Linked DNA regions of Mus musculus: region 1 is linked to region 2. Evidence: chromatin contacts called from public HiChIP or PLAC-seq data. All regions are on one chromosome and are shown on one strand. Each heading gives the region's core, a stretch centred on a gene start, on an enhancer-like site or on the middle of the called end of the contact. The rest is flanking DNA. Distances are from core to core; before and after follow the strand shown.

Region 1 (5,420 bases), core at 2,038-4,537, 1.0 Mb after region 2:
GCAGTGATGGCCGACTAGGCCATCTTTTGATGCATATGCAGCTAGAGACAAGAGCTCCGGGGTACTGGTTAGTTCATATTGTTGTTCCACCTATAGGGTTGCAGTTCCCTTTAGCTCCTTGGGTAATATCTCTAGCTCCTGCATTGGGGGCCGTGTGACCCATCCAATAGCTGACTGTGATCATCCACTTCTGTATTTGCTAGGCCCCGGCATAGTCTGTGAAGTTTTATATATCCAGTTTTAAGATATCCTCTGAAAGTCAGCTGATGGTGACACACGCCTTTAATCATCCTACCACTCAGAAGACAGAGGCAAGCAGATCTCTGTGAGTTCCAAGCCACCAGCCTAGTCTATATAATGAGTTTCAGGATAGCCAGGGCTACACAGTAAGACCCTGCCTCAAAAATACAAAAGGAAACAAACAAAAAAAAAACCAAAAGGAGAGAGAGGGAGGAGGAGGAGGAGGAGGAAGAGGAGGAAGAAGAGGAAGAAGAGGAAAAGAAGAAGAATCATCATCATCCCCTGAAAGCAACCGGATAATTCCATCATTCCAAAACTCTATCTGCACGTCCTAGAAATGAAAGACACTTTAGATAAGGTGGCTAAAGTATTCCTTCCCACAAATGAGATCACACATGAATTTTTAAATCCAAAACTGAAAACAATTTGGTTCCTTCCACTAGGAACCTACCTCCTTATAGTCCCCATTTCTGTTGAGTCGATAGCCCTCAGGAGTGTGGAGCTGCAGGGTTGTACTATTGATCACTTCCACACAGCATTCTTGGTCAGGAAAGCTCAGGGGGCGAACCCTACAGTACACCTGGAAAAAGAAAGAGGTGTTCAAACAAGGTTGACTTTTTGCCTGATTTTTCTTTTTGGCTTTTCTGTTTGTTTCGTTTGTTGAGACACAAGTTCTCAGTCTGTAGGCCAAGGTGGACTGGAGCTCTCAGCAATCTGCCTGCTAGTCTCCAGGATGCTGGGACTCTAGGCAAGCACCTCTGTGAATGTTCAGCACACACTTGACTTTCCATTTAAGTTCTGTTTATTCGCCTACAAACATAAATTCCTGAGTCACAAAAAACAAATCTACAGCTCAGAATGATCAAATGCAAAGGTGCATTAAATCAAAATAAGTTTAGGTTAAAATATTAAACTGAACCGTAATCTCTTCACTGTTGTGCACAAATAAAATTGCAACAACATAAAAATCTCTCTGAATAGCTGAAAAAGCCATTAAATTCTTTAGAGTTGGGTGTTATTTCCAACAGCCAGCTCAGGTGGGCATGGTAGCTCACTTTGTAATCACAGCATCTGGAGGGTAGAGGACCTCATTTGGGGAAACCCTGTATAGCTGTGTTCACAGCAGGTGGTACAGTTGGGAGCCAGAGACCCTCTGCAGTGGCAGTGGGGGGATGGAGGGGATATTCAGAAACTTCTTTTCAGGAAGAGGTACTAACTAAATCCAGTTATTCTGCACTAGTCTCTATGAACTTTGAGTACGTGTCAGTTACCACACACAGGTGGGAGAGGGCTAAGACTTGAGGAAAAAGTCCCCACCCATCCCCACCCCAAAGAGTAGAACCTGCTGGGAGAGACCATTTAACCTTTCAAATCTAATTAGTGATAGTAGGTTTGCAGTCAACAACTAAAGAGTCCCTTTACAGAAAGCAAACTTCCCAGCTAAACCCAGCTTTATACAATTCAGTGCATCGGTTTAACTGCGTGCTCTTTAACCCGACTTTCATATTGCTTTCCTCCCCTTTCAAGCACACACATACAAGAAGTGGACTAAAGAAAGAAAATACACACACACACACACACACACACACACACCTTACCCCCACTGGATCTTTAAGGTTTGTCTGAGATCCTTTTTTTATTACAGGTTTTCTGACCGTCTTAGCCTTCCTGGTTAAAAAGAGAAAAAAAAGCCATAAATTCAACACTAACATAGAAGACATCACAAATTCTAACAATGAACTTCCTAAGGCTTAAAAAAATCATTTCCCAGCAATCTCAAATACCGCACAGCAAATAACATGTATATAAACAATAAACTGTACTCGAGAAATGTGGTATATGTAATTTAACTCATTAAAATTTCAATTGGGAAAATACACTTTTGATACCATTAGTACTCAGTGGAACTTTTGTTTGTATTTTTTTTAAGTGTTGGAGTGCAAATTCAGAGATTTGCTCATGCTATGTAGGAAGATTAGATTATTCACAATGCTGAAATGTCTTGCTATTTTAAGTAAACAATATAAAAAATTATTTTATTTCAACATTCTCTATCATTTAACTTTTTTTTCCTTTCTCGTTTATAGGCTACAAGAATATTTAACACAAATTAAACCAAAAGACTCGTTTAGACTGTAGATTATTAAAGTACTTTTCTCAATAGAGTCACACGTAAACTAGAAGCAAACCAGAGTCCAGCGATATACTAGGGTAGGTATCCTTAAGTAAATATAAAGACTGACGTTTCCTCATTTTAAAAAGTTCCGTTTTTTTTTTTTTTCGTGTGTGTGCGTGTGAAAGTAACGATTTCTAAAGCCAGCCCTCCTTCGCAGTAAAAGTGTAACCAGGATGTGGCTCTCCTGAAGAGTCTAGGAATACTGAGGAATGTGGGCGTGGGAGATAGAGTAGGCGTGTGGGATGGCCTGGGGACAAAGATAGCGCAAGGTGGCGGAGCTGCAGAAGGACCCTGACCTCAAGGCTAGAACTAGGGAAGGGATGCCGACGGAGCTGTGGAGGCTCAACTCCCCCAAAGTGCCAGCGCGCACCCCGGCTGCGCGCCGCCCGGGGTCCCCAGACCTGCCACCTGCGCAGCGGGCGGGGAGGAAGGAAGCTGGGGAGGGATGGGCAGCCCAAAGGATGGCAACCCGAGGAGGTGGTGGCAGACAGCCCCGGATTCGGAGGCAGCCTTCGCGGGCTCAGAGGACTGGGAGGGCGCCGGCACACCAGGGTCGCCAGCCACCAGAACTCTGCAGTGCGGAGCTTCGGCCTACACTGTACTACGGACTCAGCTCCCGGGCAGTCCCCAGTCTCAGCGTGAGGAGGGCGGCGACCCCCACGCAGTCCTCCCACCAGTACTCACGCTGACTTCATGACCGCAGGCTCCGTGCTATCCTGACGCGCGCGCGGGACGTCGGGCTCCGACAGGAGCAAGGCTGGCGGGAACTAAGCCGAGCAAACCACGGCCGCGGGGACCAGGACTCAATCTGAGGAGAGCCCGGCGGCGACGCTGCAAGCCCAAGTGTGCGCCCGCCCGGCGCATTTCAAACAGGCCAATCAGCGGCCGCCTGCGGCGAAGGGGCGGGGCCTCGGGGAGCGCTGGCACGGCCAGCAGGGGCGCTCGTCTCCTTGGCAACCCAAGGGCGCCAGCCGGAGGCTGAGGAGGGCAGCGCTGGAGAAAAACCTGAGAGGGGAAATCCCGGCCCTTCCGCCCTTCCGTTCTGACGCAGAAGCTGAGATCTCCCAGTCTTTGTCCTGAGAACCTCTAAGGAAGTAAAGCCTTGGTCGGGCATGTTCTAATTTCAGGCTGGCCGCTGGCTACCACATCATCTTATTCATTTTATTGTATTTATATTTTATTTTTACCTTTACTTTTAGTTCTACGTTTACATTTTATCTTACTTTTGATATTTATTTTGAGACGAGAGTATCTTGTATCCCAGGCTGGCCTCACACTTACAGTGAGGACCCCAGAATGATCTTGAAGACTATACCAACTTGGCAGACAACCTGTTGTAAGTTCCTTTCTCTGGATTCTCCAGTTCTCTCTCTCTCTCTCTCTCTCTCTCTCTCTCTCTCTCTGTGTGTGTGTGTGTGTGTGTGTGTGTGTGTGTGTGTGTGTGTGTTTCATGGTGCTAGTGATCAAACCTAGAGCCTCACAATGTTAGGCAAAGGTGATACCACTAAGCCACACATCCTTAACCTTCAAATTCTTGATTTTGATGTTTCCTGGATATACAGAGATGCATAAAATCTACCCACTGCCCTTGTGCAACCACCGTTTACCCTTTGCCTTCTACAAGTTGATTCTTTCTCATTTAATCCCAGCCCCCATGCTGACGATTCCCCAGGGATGTAGCCACACCTGCGTTCTGTGACTCAAGCTCCACTTAGAACTTCCTTTAGGGCCAGCACTGATAAGGATAGCCAGTTTAATATCCATAGTTAATGTCCATATTACTGGACATTAGTCTTTCCAATATTTACTGTTGCAAACTGCTTCGATGAATAAACCTGAAAATGCATCCATGGATAAATTTCCAGAAGCAGATAGAAAGCTACCAGGCTTTGCCACCATCACTTTCCAAAACCGATCCATTTGACTGCACTCTCACCTATAAGTCACAGGTCTGGGAGAGCCCTAGGGTGGGTCATCGCCCTTTGCTTGAGACCCTCAGTGGGGCCCTGAGGCTAGTCTTCCTGTTCAGTTGCGTCACCTCTCACCTGTCCCAAGCCCAACGCTCATGCGTGGAACGTTTCTGCCCCCACACTCGAGTCTCTCTGCTGTCTCTCAGCCTTCCTTTCCTCGGAGAATGCCTCACCTTCTCTGGATCCCAGAGCCCCTGCCGCCCCTCACTGCACCGTTGATTTCAGCATCACCCCACGCGGTGCCCGGCCCCTGTTTACGGAGTCCTCTCCCAGCGTATCCTCTTCAGCCTCGCTAGATGGCACTGTTGCACGCTCGGTGCTTACCACTATGGGCATGGCCCTAAGCGTTGAAAGCGGTGGAGGCTCTCACTGAAGGACACTGGAGGGGCTCTCCCATGCTCCATCTGTAGCTTTGACTCATGCTGGGTTTTCTCTCTCTTGCTCCTGTCCATCCATAGTAAGGCTCTCTAACTCATTCGTTTTCTTTTCTTTTCTTTTTTCTTTCTTTCTTTCTTTTTTTTTTTTTTTTTTTTGGTTTTTGGTTTTTCGAGGCAGGGTTACTCTGTGTAGCCCTGGCTGTCCTGGAACTCACTCTGTAGACCAGGCTGGCCTCAGAAATTCACCTGTCTCTGCCTCCCAAGTGCTGGGATTAAAGGTGTGCACCACGCCCACCCTCCTACATGCCCTTTCTAACCACCCCCCCCCCCCCCCCCCCCGCTTAAAAAAAAGACAAAGGAAAAAAAGAGAGAGGGGGGGAGAAACTCACACACACACAGAAATCCACAAAAACACAAACTGGAGACCATCATATACACATAAAAGCTCAATAAAACAAACAAAAAATAACACACAAAAGTCCAATATGCCTTAACAAAGCAAAATGAAGCAAAAAGTCTACAAAAATATCATTGTTTTGTGTTGGCGGCCAGGCTACTGCCGGGCATGGGGGCCCTGCCCATAAGTGTGATTTGTGTACACAGTGGAGACTCCATTGGAGAAACTAACATTTCCTTTGCAAGCAGGTAACCAGGACA
Region 2 (5,471 bases), core at 2,097-4,596:
TCCTCCTCTTCCTCTTCCTCTTCCTCTTCTCTTCCTCCTCCTCCTCCTCCTCCTTTTCCTTCTTGGTTCTATTCTAAGTCTCTGGACCATATAGCCTGTGGTTCCTGGCCCTCCAGGCAGTATCAGGCGTGTGCTCCCTCTTGTGGCATGGATCTCACCTTGGACTATACTACCTGTTACTGTGTAAGCTGAGTTAATATATTCTTTTTACACACACACACACACACACACACACACACACACACACAAACACACACACACACTCTGGTTCTGTTCCTCTAGAGAACTCTGACTAATATAGCTACTTCCGAAGGCTCACTCATTCAACCACCCTGGGTTCTCTTCCCTTGCCTCTGAGGACTTCTCTCCTGCAGTCTTCCCATTTATCTTGCATTATTAACCTGCTTTTCTTCTAAAGCAAGCCTTAGGCAGGCAAAGTGTTCTCAAGTCTCCTGTATTAAACCCCTCTTCATAGCCTTCTTCCCTCTAGATGTAACATCTTTTCTCTATTCCTCTACCAGAACCTCTCAAAAGCATTTCCTCCAGTGACAAGCTCCTGCTTAACCATGTAGAGCCCCAGCCTTCTATAGAAATTGCTCACATCGAGGCCCTGAATGCTTTCATACTGAGAAACCACAGTGCTCCCCATATCCTCATCTCTCACTCGCTGCAATGTTGACATTGTTGGCTACTCCTTTATTGGATAGAGATGGTCATCAGGGTGCAATGACTCAGCTCCTAACAGTGCAAAAGTAATATGCATTCGACAGAAAATAGACTTCAAAATTGCATTTTGGTTATATACTATGATATTTTGTTTGTGTGTATGTATGTTCATGTGTGTATACTTGCACATGTGCTCATGTCAAAACCAGAGGACAACATTTGGTATCATTCCTCAGGTGTCAACCACCCTTGCTTTTGGAGACAGGGTCTCTGCTGGTCGAAAGCAGGCTGGGCTCTCTGATTGGCCAGACCCAGGGATCCATCTGTCTCCAGTGCTGGGATTACAGGGGCATGCACAGTATCAGGCTTTACCACAGCACTTATATGCTGGACCACTCAAAAACTGTAGCTCTCAGTAATGAGGGAAAACCAGCTTACATTCCACAGTCCACAGTGGTGCCAGCAGTTTTTTGGATGCAAGTACTTGATACATTGTATGAGACATTTGACCCTTTAAAATAGAATGTGTTAGATAACATTGCCCAACAGTAGGCTAATGGGTGTGCTCTGAACATGTTAAATGAAGTCTGGGCTGAGCTATGATACTTAGCTGATTAGTATATTAAAAGCTATTTTCAACTTACAAAGGACTTACCACCATCCTCCTCTCCCTGCCAAGAAACATGCCACCAGCCCACAGGCTGGGTGAAGCTTCTAGGCCTCTCATCATTGCTGATGGCAGAGCACCAGTTTGTAAGGCAGAGAATTACTAATGGGCACGCCTGAGCTCTGTGGAGTTCTGGAAGCTGGACCAGTAGGTTTCTTCCCAGAGCCTTTCTTCTCTGCCCTTCCTCAAACTCCTTCTCCTCTTCAGTCTTGGACCTTGCTTATAAACTAAGAAGCTAGACTTCCTTTCTTTGGCTTCTGATTCAGCGGAGTATCAGTTACCTGAATAAGATTCTATGCTAGGTTTCTTAGGCAGAACAAGATATATGGGAAAGAGCTGGATCCATGGACAGACATTGGAAAGTTGGATGTGCAAAGGCTCCATCTCATCTAGCCAGGATGATGGGCTTCTCAGAGCCCTGGAGAATGGGAGCTGTGGTGAGACTGGGAGGCTGTGCAGGGACTTCTGGCTCCAGGTCTGTATTGTCCCTGTGACAATCAATACCTGGCAGACCAACATGGCTGTACTCCAGCCTCATGACACTCACTCCCTAGGGGCCCTTTTGGATCCTTCACTGAAGGCATTACAGAAAAATACAATCTCATTCCTGACTGGACTCGCTGGGGACTGTAGTGGACTCTCTAGAGCCTTCTGAGGGATGCACTGCTAGAGAGAGCAGGGAATACAGCAGAGCTGTGGAAAGGTGGGTGAACTCTCTAGCTTGCTAGCCCCTAGGGGGCAAGTGAGGAAGACTACAAACAATGAAGGTGGAACTGGGGATCCACATCTGCTCCCAAGTTATCCTCTTTGGGGTTGCTTCCTTTCCCATGTTCCAATTCCCTATCTCCCCGTTAGACAGGACCCTCACTGCAGCAAGGCCTCAGAGCTGATCCCCCACACAAGGAGTGATCCTGATGCTGAGGCTGCAGGTCCAAGATGGCGGCTCCAGTCTGGGAAAGCATGAAAGTCTGCAGGTAGACCTTTGCCTACCTGACTGAGCTATCCCTATTTTTGGCTACAACAGTATACATTTCTAGTCTGGCATCCTGCCCACCAGCTCTGCCTCAACCTTAAAGTTCACTCTCAATGGTTTTCTTTCAGTGGTGGGGCACAAGAAACTCCCATTCTGACCCTGTGATGGTAACAGTAGGGTCAGGGTGTCCAGCCATGGAGGAAGAGGCTACTTCCCAAGACTCTGTATATGAGCACTTCCAAAAACTAAGAAGCCGGGTGACGGGGGCAGCCTTGGAATTCTGCATGAGGTTTGCACCCCAACCTCTGGCCTTACCTGACAAGATACACCTCCTGGAAGCATGCCAGTCCCCAGACACTTAGGAAGTTTAGCCTTCTGGACCTTGTGTTCTTGCTCCTCAACAAGCCGGCACGCCATTCTTGTGTCCCTACTGAGAAACTTGCCACCAGCCAACAGGCTGTGCGATGCTTCTTGACCTCTCCCACCATTGCAGATAACAGACCACCAGCCTGTAAGTCAGAGCATTCCTTAATGGGCCTGTCTGAGCTCTGTGAAGCCCTGGAAGCTAGACCACTAGGTTCCTCCACTGGATCCATTCTCTCCCTCCTCTCCCCAACCCCCCCTTCTCTTCTTTGGCATCTGACTATAGTTTTCTTTGAAGGAAGAAATTATTTTGCCCCAGGAAACTCATTTATAGCAGAATAAGTGAAAGGCACGGGCATCTGGCCCCACGTGGGGCTCATTTTCGGGTTATGGCTTTCACATGCCTTCATCTGGCTCCGCCAGGCTTGGAACCTCTCCCCGCCAGCATCACACCTGGTTTCGGCTGGAAAGGAAAGGATTTCAGCTTTTCATCTTCTGGGCCTCTTTGTTATTATTGGAGCCAATTTCTGGCCTGGGATCAGAGCGGGAGGAACGGGGCGGGAGGTAGACAGAGGGAGGCAGGGCTGGGAAACATAGTCAGGACTGGAAAGTGTCCCAGAGGTGGGAGAGAGAAAGGTCTGCTGTGGATTTGAACAGCAGCTCCTCCTGAGAGCATGGGAGCTCTCAGGCTGGCTGGAGACCTGCAGTCAGCTAGAACTAGAACCAGGACAGACAGACAGACAGATACAGACACACACACAACCACCCAATCACACATATACATGCAACCACACAATCATACACATACACACAAAACCACACACAATCACCCACATGCAACTACACCACACACACACACACACACACACACACACACATAACCTGAGGCCTTAGGGTTTTGTCAATATCAGACCCATGAGAGAAGGCCGCCCTAAGCCTCCTTTGATAAAAATTTAGAGTTCTTGGCTTAAAAGAGACATATAAAAAATGAAAATACAAAAGGAGGTTAAGCTCCGAAAACCATATGCTAGATTTTTTAGTAGGAAGATTGCTTTTTGGAACAGTTTATAGGTTAGCAGTTAATATTTCCTTAAAAGCTGGCTTATTTCTATCCTGTAACTTTTTTTTTTGAAAAAATAAATGTAGCTTTGAGAAAAACCAAATTACCCTTTAGCATGCCTAAGAGGATTTTGTCTATCGCGAGTTTCAGGATCTTTATGGTGTGCGTATCTACTGAAACCATGTCCCATAAAAATACCAAGGGAGGGCACCACAGTGGGATTCGAAGCTTATTTAAAATTAATTGCAGATTCATTTCACTGCACATTCGTTGAGGGCTTTTCTGTTTTCATTATTAATATGAAGAAATGGTGAGAGGCCTGCCTAAGTCTGAGGAGACAGTGGCTAATGTATGAGTCTCCCTGGGCAGCAGACATCTGTCAGGACGCACTCTTGCTCTGACCATGCTCAGGCCCGTCTCTGGTCTCTGATGACACTGGATCCGAGCTAAGCCATGAGGGCTCTCACTTGGTGTTCACTGGGCCATGTAGGTTTCTTGTGCTCCTCCTAGCTCCCCTCCAGCCTGCCAGCAGCATCACAGCAAGGCCACTCTGTGTGTGTGTGTGTGTGTGTGTGTGTGTGTGTGTGTGTGTGTGTCACTGGAGGCATCTACACAAGAGGTGGTTGAAGGCAGAAGAAAGAAAGGTAATATGCTAAAATCTAGGAAATCGGTGCTGGGGTCGTTTAATAGGGGAACACGTGCCTAGCATGTGTGTAGCCCTGAGTTTGATCCTAGCACCCACTAAACAAAGAGGGAGTAGAAAGGGAAAGAGAAGAAAGAAGGAAAGGAAGGGGAGGAAAGAGGAAGGAAGGAGAGGGAAGGAGAGAAAATCAATAGAGTGGAGCTGATTGCCTCTTGGAAGCCAGGAAGCAGAGAAAGAACGAAGAAGATAAGATACGTCTTTTCCTGACATGCCCCATAGGCCTCTTCCCTCTGTCTACCCCACCGCCCCACAGTTTGCTGCCTCCCAATAATAGCATTATATCATGACTACATCAAGCCAATTAAAAGCACTGGCTGCTCTTGCAGTTAAAAGCACAAACAAACCCAAGTTTGTTCCCCAGCACCCACATGGTAGCTCACAACCATCTGTAACGCTAGTTCTAGGAGCTCTAACACCCTCTTCTGACCTCTGTGGTCACTGCGTGAATGTGGTACACAGACATACATGCCAACACACACTTAACATATAAAACAAAATAAAGACACGTTTATAAAAAGATAGAAGCTGTTAATGAAGTTAGAGCCCTCCGGGTTCAGCCACGTTCTCAAAGACCATTCTCTGGCCACCGAGCTCCCAATACCTGAGCCAGTGGGGGCATCCACAGCTCAACAACCCCAATCTTCTACTGAGAAATGCGAACGCCCTGGATAAGTGCCTGGGCTTAAGTCTGTAGCCAGACTGTGAAGAGACCTGCAAGGGTGGCTCAGCTGCTAAAAGTGCTTGGCTCATAAACACGAGGACCTAAGGTTGATCCCTGGAAGCCACATGGGCATGGTGGCACACTCTTATAACCCCAGCATCTGGTCAGTGGTGGCTGGATCCTTAAGGTTTTATAAACACCAGCCTACATAGTGAGTTCCTGGCCAATGAGAGATCCTGTCCTTACAAAAGGCAAAAGAGCTGGGCTTGGTGATTGTTGACATACCTTCACAGGAGGGAGAGAAACATTGGACCTGGCCCTGAGATTCCAGTCACTGCTTCCAGTTATTTCCATGCAATACTGCCTTGATTGCACTTG

The links. HiChIP or PLAC-seq counts read pairs in DNA pulled down with a chosen protein or histone mark.
Region 1: a contact with region 2 is called in a FOXA1 HiChIP or PLAC-seq map of pancreatic cancer cells. The contact joins the promoter of Kif23 here to the enhancer-like site in region 2. A contact is called at or near these places in 4 of 39 promoter capture datasets (cranial neural crest, liver and neutrophils) and 1 of 115 datasets of contacts at active chromatin or transcription factors (pancreatic cancer cells).

Annotation. Positions count from the first base shown.
Region 1 is chr9:61,943,512-61,948,931 of GRCm38.p6, forward strand. Kif23 (kinesin family member 23) reads right to left here and starts at 3,288. Exons shown (of 23, transcript NM_024245.4): 1 at 3,101-3,288; 2 at 1,839-1,908; 3 at 692-820. The coding sequence starts at 3,111.
Region 2 is chr9:60,923,340-60,928,810 of GRCm38.p6, forward strand. No RefSeq gene overlaps it. Among named protein-coding and RNA genes, the nearest start is that of Gm33643, 58 kb to the left of the region's middle. Within about 2 kb of position 3,347, at least 6 of the 459 cell types and tissues checked have an H3K27ac peak or open chromatin away from gene starts, as enhancers often do.